Linked DNA regions of Sus scrofa: all the other regions are linked to region 2. Evidence: chromatin contacts called from public HiChIP or PLAC-seq data. All regions are on one chromosome and are shown on one strand. The core of a region is the stretch at or near the end of the contact, and the rest is flanking DNA. Distances in the headings are between cores, read along the strand shown. Region 1 overlaps LOC110260433 (a long non-coding RNA gene). Region 2 overlaps NOTCH2 (neurogenic locus notch homolog protein 2). Region 3 overlaps NOTCH2 (neurogenic locus notch homolog protein 2).

Region 1 (3,125 bases), core at 239-2,738, 78 kb before region 2:
TCTGGCATTGGTTCCCACTGTGTTGAAGGGGCTTTCACTAAAGACAGTGATTCCCCCCACCCCCTGATGATGTTACTAAATCCAGTGGATACATCAGTCACTATCTTAGTTGACTCTGAGCAGCATCTGATTCTAATGACCTCCTAGATGGACTCACCATCTTCCTTTGGTTTCCACACACTAGTATGGTTTTCCTACTTTAGTCATGGATATTCTGTATCCTTTGCAAGCTCCTTTTTCTCTACAAGAGTTTTAGGTGTTGCTGTTGCTCAAGACCCCATCCTATGCCAGCCTCTCTATCCTCTACACATTCTCTGAGAAATCATATCCCTTTCAATGTAGTTGAGATCTACATTCCAGTGATTTCCAAATCTCTACCTTTCCTGAACTCCAGACTTAAATATTCAACTGCCTTCTAGAACCATTTCAATTTGGAAGTTCCTGAAGCCATATTAACTCACTCCTTCAAACTATTCCTCTTCTAATGTTTCTTATCCAAATATATGCTACAACATCTGCCCGGATGCTCTAGCCAGAAACCTAAGATTCAACCTTGCTTACTCTTTTGCTCACTCATCACATTCAATCAACAACCAAGTCCAGTTAAATCTACTTCTTTGGATCTACCCACTTACTCTCATCCCCATCTGGCCTAAGCAATCAATCGCCTCTGGATTTGTGCAAGACTTTGCTAGTTTCCTGCCCCCGGTTTTTCTCTTCTTGTGTCATTTTCCACCACTTATCAGAAACTTTTTTGTAAATGTAATTCTGAACAATTCACCTCCTTTGTTTAAAAATCATTTAGTTGTTCCCACCGTTCATAGGCTATGGAGTCCAAACTTCTTAGCATAGCTCCTAAGCCCTTCATGATCAGTAACCTGCCTACCTGCCATCAGTCTGTGCATCACTCATGCTGGCTTGCAGTGTTTTAAATACAAACTGTTTCCTCCTGCTTCTGGGCCTTCACAAATGCTCTTGCCCTTGCCTGGAACACCCTCTCTAGGACCTCAATTATATGAAGTCTAAATTCTACCCTGAAATTGTCATTAACCTTATCAGAACTGAATTTGGCTACTTAATTTTATATTAATTCTTGGATTAAAACCCAAATTAACTTTATCTAATTTGATATATTTCTTAATTCTTTGAAAAATACATCCAAGGCTATGTTCTAATGAAAATGTATTTGAACTGATTAACTCAGGTCAGGATTGACTTTTACCACAACTGAATGTGAGCTGGAACATATTTTTTTAAATTACTGGAATGTTTTCTCAATTATTATTCACCATGATGTTCTCTCTTTGGAATTTTTTGTTCATTTCCAGTTGGCTTCTAGCACTCTCCTTTCTTACCTCTTAACTCTTCCCCTCTGGTTACCCTACACTTGCCCCTGATTGGATCCAGTTTGCATGCAGTGGTAGCTGCTGTGGGGCTGCGGTTAAATAGAACTGCTCAGACTGCAACAGGAAAGCATTGAATCGAAAGCAAGGGGGAGGAAGCACAAACCGATACCCACCACAAAGCTGCTGAGTGCCCAGCATGACCCAAGCCGCACCCTCTGATGAGGAGTCTTGTGGAGGAGCAAGAAGCCACAGAGTTTAATAAATCATCAGCACAGCCCATTCTCTACTTCCCGTGATCCAGCCTTCTGGGTCACCATGAGTGTCACCAGGTATTGGCCTAAGAAGGTAGGTAATGACAGAAAAGCCACCAGAGAGGCAGAGGCTGGGGAAAAGTCCCCGAAATGAATGGCTGTGGACCATTTATTTCAAAATCCCCTCATAGTGCAGCTCTGTGAGCAGGAACCTCCCAGGGATACAAGTGTTTCTAAGGAGCTCTCTACCTGATATAGGCTCCCATGTTCCCTGAAAAATACACTGGCTACCTGCCTGAAAGGCTGCTTCTAGGAGTGGCCAAAAAAAAAAAAAAATTTATAAAAATCCCTGTGAGAGACAATTAGAGAGCTTTAAATTCACATTAATGTGTAAATGACCATTTTCAGATTTTTTCCTGACTTCGATAGAGGGAGAAGGAGAAAGGGAGGAGATGAGAGCATCAACGATATACTCCACCTACTTTATGATTTTGCCTCTGCCTACCCTTACTACTTATGTTTGCCACCTTTGCTATTAAAGGAGATACTAATTCTTCAGCAGCCAGAACTATAGGGAAAGGAAATGAAAAGTGTGGGAAAATGTGCAATAATTTGGTCTAGATTTTAAATACTGATCAGGTTGGGAACTCCTTGAAACTGTAGAGTCTCACAGTGGATCATTACTCATCACCTCCGAATCTGAGGAGGTGAGAGCTGGGCCCTGCTTTTCCAGCTGGAGAAGCAGAGAACAGAAACTGGGCGGGGGCGGGGGGTGGGGGGGCATCTTGGGCTGGAGGAAAGGCTGCTTTGTTTGGCTGGAAGTGGGCACTTGTGTCTTCAGAGAGTGCCAGACTCACACTTTAGATAACAGAACAGGAAATACAGTTAGTGCAGCTGGAGTTGGGGGGGTGGGGGGTAGAGAACATACCGTGTACCCAAGACCACTAAGTTACTCATTGGCCTTTCTGCTTCTCACTTTTCTATCCTGCAAGCGGCCAGGACCGACTGTGGAAGCATTGGGAAATAGGTGCAACGTGCCCTGCTGCCTACCCCTTTCCCTTGCAGCCTTCTCACCCCTCCCATCATGTTCAGTTTCTTTCTCTTCAACCCAGAAAATTTCCGAGATCTAGATCATCAATGAAATTTAAAGGGAGGAATATGGGCACTTGGATAGGAGGTGAGGCAAAGAATTCTGGAGTAAGATGGACCATCTTCTCTCACAAGGCCAGAGCCTCAAGTGGTAAACATGGCCTCTGTTTTAGCAACCCCAACAGCAGTGAGTTGGAGGGTGTCCTAATCAAAGAAAAAGGGAATGAGGTTGTAGTCAGGTGACTTTGTTTTGAAACTGTCCCCCCTCCCTCTTTTCTTTTCTCCCTCTTCTTTCCTCCCTTCCCTCCAGAAAGGAAGGGAGGGGAAAGCGGCCATAGAATGGGAAACTCCTCCAGGCTCAGAGGAATGCTGCAAGCTTCCCCGGCCTGAGTGCCTGCCTAGATTTTGCCCACTTTCTTCAGTGACAAGGACATTCCTC
Region 2 (3,042 bases), core at 403-2,902:
CTTAGGAATTTGTCTCAAAGAATACTCAGCCCTTTGTGGATGACAGGGATCCAGAGGTACCCTTTACTGAACTGATATCTACCCCTCCATAAAAGGAGTTAAATCCATGAGAAGCATGAAGATGATCCCATCTTGGGTAATTGCTTGGTTTAATCATATTAGCCCTATGTGTTTTATACCTCCCTGCCCAGATGGTCACTGGTGGGTGGGAAGCATTTGTTTAGCAGTGTTTCCCTAACCTCTCTTTTAAGAAGTCCTTAGGATCCTGTCCTGGAGATTCTGATTCAGTGAGTTTGAAATAGTGTCTGGGAATTTGTGTATTTAAGAAGTAGCCTGGTAGTTTTTATATTAGGGAAGTTTTAGAATCACTGCAGAGTGACTCTAGGGAAGCCAAGGGCTTTTATTGTTTGTGTTTGCTTATTTTTCATGATAGTGCTAGAGATGGGTTGTTTTGATTTGGTCCTTTGGTCGCTCTCCCCCCCACTGCCTTGCAAGTGCCTGCTTTTTGCAGTGGTAGGAGGTTTGCTATATGCTGAATGCCTAACTTTTTGCAGTGGTAAGAGGTTTGCTATATGCTGAATGCCTAACTTAGCAGGGAGAGGCAGCTGCTTTGGCATCCCTATAAGGCTTGTAAAGTAATTTTTTTTCTTTTCTTTTTTTTTTTTTTTTTTTTTTTTTTGCAATTTTTCCAAAGTCTTGGAACTGCTTGTATGTGTTATGTGTGACTTTGATGGAGGCCTCCTTATCTCTCCATCAGAATGTTACCTGAGATGCCAGACTACATAGAAGTTACAGTCTTTTTGGTGTCTATTGAAGAAATCTGTCCTCAGCCCTTGTGAATGATACTATCTTAGGATGTCTGTTTTGTTAACCCATGAATGCATATCTGGTGTCAGGGATTGCCCTCAGATATGTTAGTGCAAAAGATAGAAAGGTCACTCATTTCAGGCGGTCCTGCTTTTGGGGTGTCTGGGCTGCTGCAGTGAATGGAATAAGAGAGAATAAAAGAGGAACCAGGGACCTCTTGAGCAGAAATGAGAGGTCTGTAAGAAGCCGCCCAGGAGTGTTCCTCTGACAAAGACAGTTGATTTTGCTGTTCTTGATAGGAAGAGGAAAGTGGCTTCAGATCTGAAAGCATATGCTTATGGCGTCTGGATGGGACAATTGCAGTATTCATTGGCAGTGGTAGGAGGTTTGCTATAGGTCTGTTCTTTTTCTCCTCCTCTCCTTTTTGAGGAGAATACCAACTGTGTGACCTTAAAAAGAAGGGTAAACCAAGAAGAGGGCATGGTAAAAGCCATAGCTAGGAGTGAGAAAAGCAAAGCAATTATTATATTAATTAATTTATATATGTAAATACATAAATTTCTAGATAATACTTTAGTAGGAGCCGTAGCTATTGCCTTTAAGATTTATTGTCTCTGTAGCTCTGCTGTGTTAGTGGTGTGTTAGGGAGGACTGTGGTATGTTGTCATTCTTAATTTGTGTGTTTCCCTTAGCATCATGTGGTAGGGAGTATAGGTTGTTCTACTCTTCTAGCTGTGTGGGAATCATTGACCGAGTGGAAGATAGAATCCTGCCCCCAAGGAACTGACATCATCAGGGAGACAAGATACACAATTAGGAATATGAAATGCAGTTATTTAGTAACTTATCTACACTCTCTGAGAGCAGTTCCCTGAACTCAGGGTGACTAAGAGTTGTAGAGTCTGGGGGAGTAGACTCTAGGGCCACCAGCAAATAGCAATCTCCCAGATTACCCCTGCTGGGCTTGTCTGCTGTTCTCTTTCTCTCTTGGAATTTAGAAGTATCAAAACTTTACTTGGGGAAAAGACAAAGAACCTTTTGTTTGGTGGTGGTGTAAATACAAAGTTGGCACATGTTGTGGTGTTTATTATGTCTGTTAGTGGGGTTTGTGGCAAGAGAGAGGGCTGTGTTCTCAGTCCTGGCTGTTAAGCCTCATCTAGGACAAGTTAAGGTGGAAGTATCTCCTTTGGAAGATCTAGCTGCAGTAGCTGAAGGAACTTCTCTTCACAGCTAGGCAGTGACCAAGGTGCAGTATGGACACACCCCAAATTGCTGCCTTAGGTGGCATTGATTAATCATACTTAGATCTTCCTCACCCTCTTGTGCTTGTCTTGGCAAAACCCTGTTCTACCAGCTCCTCAAAGTTTGGGCTTTACTAGATGATTATACAAACTCTTAGGGGTCATTTTACTATCCCTTGCTACTTTTGAACTGCAGTCTGGTTATCATGGTCCAGCTCTGGTGTCCTCGGTCTCTAGGCCAGGCAATGAGAGGCCTGTGTCTCTATTACCATTGGACTGAAGCACCTTCCCCAGAAACTGCCTAGGACAGTTTCTGGTCTTCACGTCAGTTTCTTCTGCAGGATATTGGCAGTGACTCTGGTTCTTTGAATGCATCAGCCAAACAGCATGCCAAGACGGACTTATTGTCTCACAAAGACAGGTTGAATCTATGGATGTTGCAGAACCTGTTTCTGGGCTAAGAGTAGCTCTCCCACCTCATATGTATTTATACATATGAAGAAAGCGTGTGTGTGTGTGTGTATTTTGTGAGGTAAGGGAAACATGAAGATAATATTTTGATTGGAGTCAGATATTGTCTTCCTAATAATACGTTGTCTTTTAACAAATAACATCCCTTTAAAAATACAATTTTGCTTGCTCACTAAAGTGTTGTACAAGAAGCAGTGGTTACATTCTAAAGTATACAACCTTGTTCAGAGGCAGGTGCATTTTTAAATTGTTGTTTGCTTCTTTTTCATCTCTTTTTACCCTCATCTGTCTTTTGTGAGGAGATTCTGGGAGGCTTTTAAACCTCAAAGATTAAATAGCCTATTTTAACCAGTACCTAACAGGGAGGTGTTGCCATGTTGGTGTATTTGTCCACTATTCAATTAAGAATAATTGAGGACTACTTACTCACTAATACGTTGTTGAGTTTCTGAATATGAATAGCCAGAAAACTAGGTAGTGCTAATTTGCTGACTTCTCTAAATGGTAAGTGTGGTAAGCTGCA
Region 3 (3,151 bases), core at 45-2,544, 80 kb after region 2:
AAACAGATATATGAGTAATATGAATAATTTAAAAAGTCTGAGTCTATAACATTTTTCAGAGTCTTTCTCAAGCTGACATAATGATTCATCTACTTGAATGGACTGAGTACCAAATACCTGGAGAAATGTAATTTCTCTTCAGTCAAGTTTTCATTTATCCGCATCTTCCACAAAGTGATTTCCTTTGGTCTCTGGGTAGTTTTTTCAGTAACTTGGTTCATACTCATTTACATAACTGCTACTGTAGTTAGAGAAACCAGCCACGTTCAGTGTAACAGAGAAGATATAGAATGCCACAGTAGCTTGTGGTAAGGAGTGAATAAAGCGAGGTGTAATTGATGTCTCACCAGACTGTAAATGCCCCGAAAGCAGGGACTCTCCTTTACACAGTTGTGCTGGTGCATAGTGTAAGACTCACAAGTGTTTTGAGTAAGAGAGAGGAACCTTAGGGAACATTTTGATAGAGGTCAAATATTTAGTCATACTGTATTTCAAATAAGAGAATGTTCAGTGAACATTCTGTCTTGTTTTAAAACTGGTAGTCTTTTATTTTAATAGCTATGAGATTTTGTAGCAAGGAGAAAGAAAAAAGCCCAATATATAAATTATAGAGGAGCACAGCAGTATGGGCAGTTAGGGTGAAGTTTGGTGTGCTAGTTTCATTTTCGTAAAAGGAAAAAATCAAGAGGAAGGAAGCAATGCTATAAAAGTGGAGAAAAGGATGAAGAATTTGAAGGGTTGACAAGTTTAATTAGTAATAATGCCACCCCATGTTCAGATAGCTCTTTATATTTATACTGTATTTTACTCATGATGTGGCACTTAGAACAACCTAGAAAAGCAGGCTGGGCAGGTGAAATCAGCCTCGTTTTACAGATGAGGAAGCTGTTTTCAGAGTTTGTAATTTACCATGTATTAAATAGCTTAAAAGCAGTGAGGGTGACTTTGACCCATATATTCAGATTTTATGTTCAGTATTTTTTTATGCCCCCACCCCCATTCTCCTCTGATTTTCCCAAGCAGTCATTCCAGGGGAAAAAAAATTAAAAGGAATTTAAATTTAATTAGGCAATCTTTCATCTGTTCTTCCCATTAATCTAGCACGGAGCTGGGGAAAATCTAATACCCTCCTCCCTTTTTTTAAAGAACCTCTTAATAGCTGTCCTGTGTAGACATTTATCTTCACTGGGATTTTATTTCATGAAAACACTTTGAAATACTTGTGAGGTAACTATGAAGGCATGTCACTGGCAAAATGAGTCATTTTTAACTGTCCGTGCTTGAAGTAAGAGAAGACAGAAGGTTGGGGGATTTTTTTCTGTGGTGAGTCTTGGGTTGACCAGCTGCTGACAATTGAACTGAAATAATGAAGTCAGTCTGTTCTGACGACCACGTCCTGTGGCGAAGAGCAGATCACATTATCTGTGTGATAATTTATCATTTTCTCTTGTTCTTCTCGTCCTAGGTTTCGAAGGCATCACCTGTGAGAGGAATATTGATGACTGCCCTAACCACAAGTGTCAGAATGGAGGGGTTTGTGTGGATGGGGTCAACACTTACAACTGCCGCTGCCCCCCTCAGTGGACAGGTATGTCCCGTGTGACACATCAGTCAGAATGGGGTGTAGGTTGGTCACCAGAGGCAGGTTGTTATTGAAGTAGACTCCTTTTACAAGGATCTCGTACTTCATCATTGGGTATAGTGCTACCAATATGTACCCGTGTTCACTTGAAGAAAGAAATATTTTCACAGGTATTATTGGGCAGCTTTTGTAAACCCAGCCCAATACTAGGTGGGAGATATGAGAAAAGAGCATTATTGACAGACTCTTGAAGTTATTATCTGGCAAAAACATCTGCCATGCCTAGAACATAGCAGATGCTTATTAGTATTTGAGGAAAAGAACATACTTAAATGCAAAAATACAAATGTTCTCACAACATACACACAAAAACAGTAACTGTGTGAGGTCAAGGACATGTTAACTGATCTTACTGTGGTAATCATTTCACATTTTACATTTCACATATCATCATCTTATACCCCCTTAAACTTATATGATGTTGTATGTTAAATATAGCTCAGTAAGGCTGGAAAAGAAAAAGAAACTACAACTTGTCAAGTTTTGGTGTAGTATCAAAGAATATTCATAATTATGTGATAAAGTTATTAAAATATTCCCCCTTCTACCCACCCTTCTTCCAGCTAAAAGGAAGGGAAAATAAATTTTACAGACCGTGAGAGTTCAGAGCTTATTGTTTGTGTACGGACAAAAACCGATCTCATTTTACTGTCATGTTCTATAATTATTATTATTTTTTTTTTGGTCTTTTTGCCTTTTTCTAGGGCCGCTCCTGTGGCATAAGGAGGTTCCCAGGCGAGGGGTCTAATCAGAGCTATGGCCTCCAGCCTATGCCAGAGCCACAGCAACTTGGGATCTGAGCCACGTCTGTGACCTACACCACAGCTTACGGCAACACCGGATCCTTAACCCACTTAGCAAGGACAGGGATTGAACCCACAACCTCATCGTTCCTAGTCATATTTGTTAACCACCGAGCCGTGATGGAAACTCCATGTCCTATAGTTATGCAAAGGGTTGAGCAGGTCTTCTTAATGATGTTATTTTTATGACGTCTATCTACATTTCTCTTTTTCCTTTTTTAATCCCTTTTTTGCACATAGATTTTTCTGATGTTAGAAAACTAGTCTTAAATTTATAACTGGAAGTATAACTTTCCAATTTATATTGGAAGTTTTTAATGTCTTAGGCAGATTTTCCTCTTATTTTTGAAATTGAGTTTATGTAAACATTTGGTTCCAATTTCTGTTTATATCTATTTATCTAACAGAAAGTGGAGACAAGTAAGAACTGATTAAAGAACTGATTAAGTGATTAAGAACTGAGCCTTTTTGAGAGAAATTGATTGATTTAATGTAGAAACCCAAGGATAAGTTAATGTTACAAGATAAAAACTACAACATCAATGAAAGGATTGTGCCCAGGAAAGAAGTCTTGATATTGGATTGCTGTTGTTACTACCTGGTATTCCTTAGAGGCTCTGAACTGCCATCCCTCATCTGTAGCAACTGATCATTTAGAGTACTCTTTAGAGCTGTAGACTATGAATAGAAAAAGATTAAAAGGGTT

Evidence for each region. HiChIP or PLAC-seq counts read pairs in DNA pulled down with a chosen protein or histone mark.
Region 1: an H3K27ac HiChIP or PLAC-seq map of alveolar macrophages shows a contact between it and region 2, with 2.9 times the contacts expected there. The contact joins two enhancer-like sites. A contact is called at or near these places in 13 of 47 Hi-C or Micro-C datasets (blood, brain, embryonic fibroblasts and 7 more) and 2 of 2 datasets of contacts at active chromatin or transcription factors (alveolar macrophages and skeletal muscle).
Region 3: a contact with region 2 is called in an H3K27ac HiChIP or PLAC-seq map of alveolar macrophages. The contact joins two enhancer-like sites. A contact is called at or near these places in 5 of 47 Hi-C or Micro-C datasets (blood, embryonic fibroblasts and skeletal muscle) and 2 of 2 datasets of contacts at active chromatin or transcription factors (alveolar macrophages and skeletal muscle).

Annotation. Positions count from the first base shown.
Region 1 is chr4:100,908,988-100,912,112 of Sscrofa11.1, forward strand. All of the region lies in intron 2 of LOC110260433 (a long non-coding RNA gene), which reads right to left. Among named protein-coding and RNA genes, the nearest start is that of NOTCH2, 41 kb to the right of the region's middle. Within about 2 kb of position 1,489, at least 21 of the 83 cell types and tissues checked have an H3K27ac peak or open chromatin away from gene starts, as enhancers often do. A contact at or near this core is called in alveolar macrophages, where this site is marked.
Region 2 is chr4:100,987,264-100,990,305 of Sscrofa11.1, forward strand. The region is part of intron 1 of NOTCH2 (neurogenic locus notch homolog protein 2); the gene reads left to right. Among named protein-coding and RNA genes, the nearest start is that of NOTCH2, 37 kb to the left of the region's middle. Within about 2 kb of position 1,653, at least 4 of the 83 cell types and tissues checked have an H3K27ac peak or open chromatin away from gene starts, as enhancers often do. A contact at or near this core is called in alveolar macrophages, where this site is marked.
Region 3 is chr4:101,067,512-101,070,662 of Sscrofa11.1, forward strand. NOTCH2 (neurogenic locus notch homolog protein 2) reads left to right here. Exons shown (of 34, transcript XM_021090691.1): 5 at 1,466-1,588. Among named protein-coding and RNA genes, the nearest start is that of NOTCH2, 120 kb to the left of the region's middle. Within about 2 kb of position 1,295, at least 14 of the 83 cell types and tissues checked have an H3K27ac peak or open chromatin away from gene starts, as enhancers often do. A contact at or near this core is called in alveolar macrophages, where this site is marked.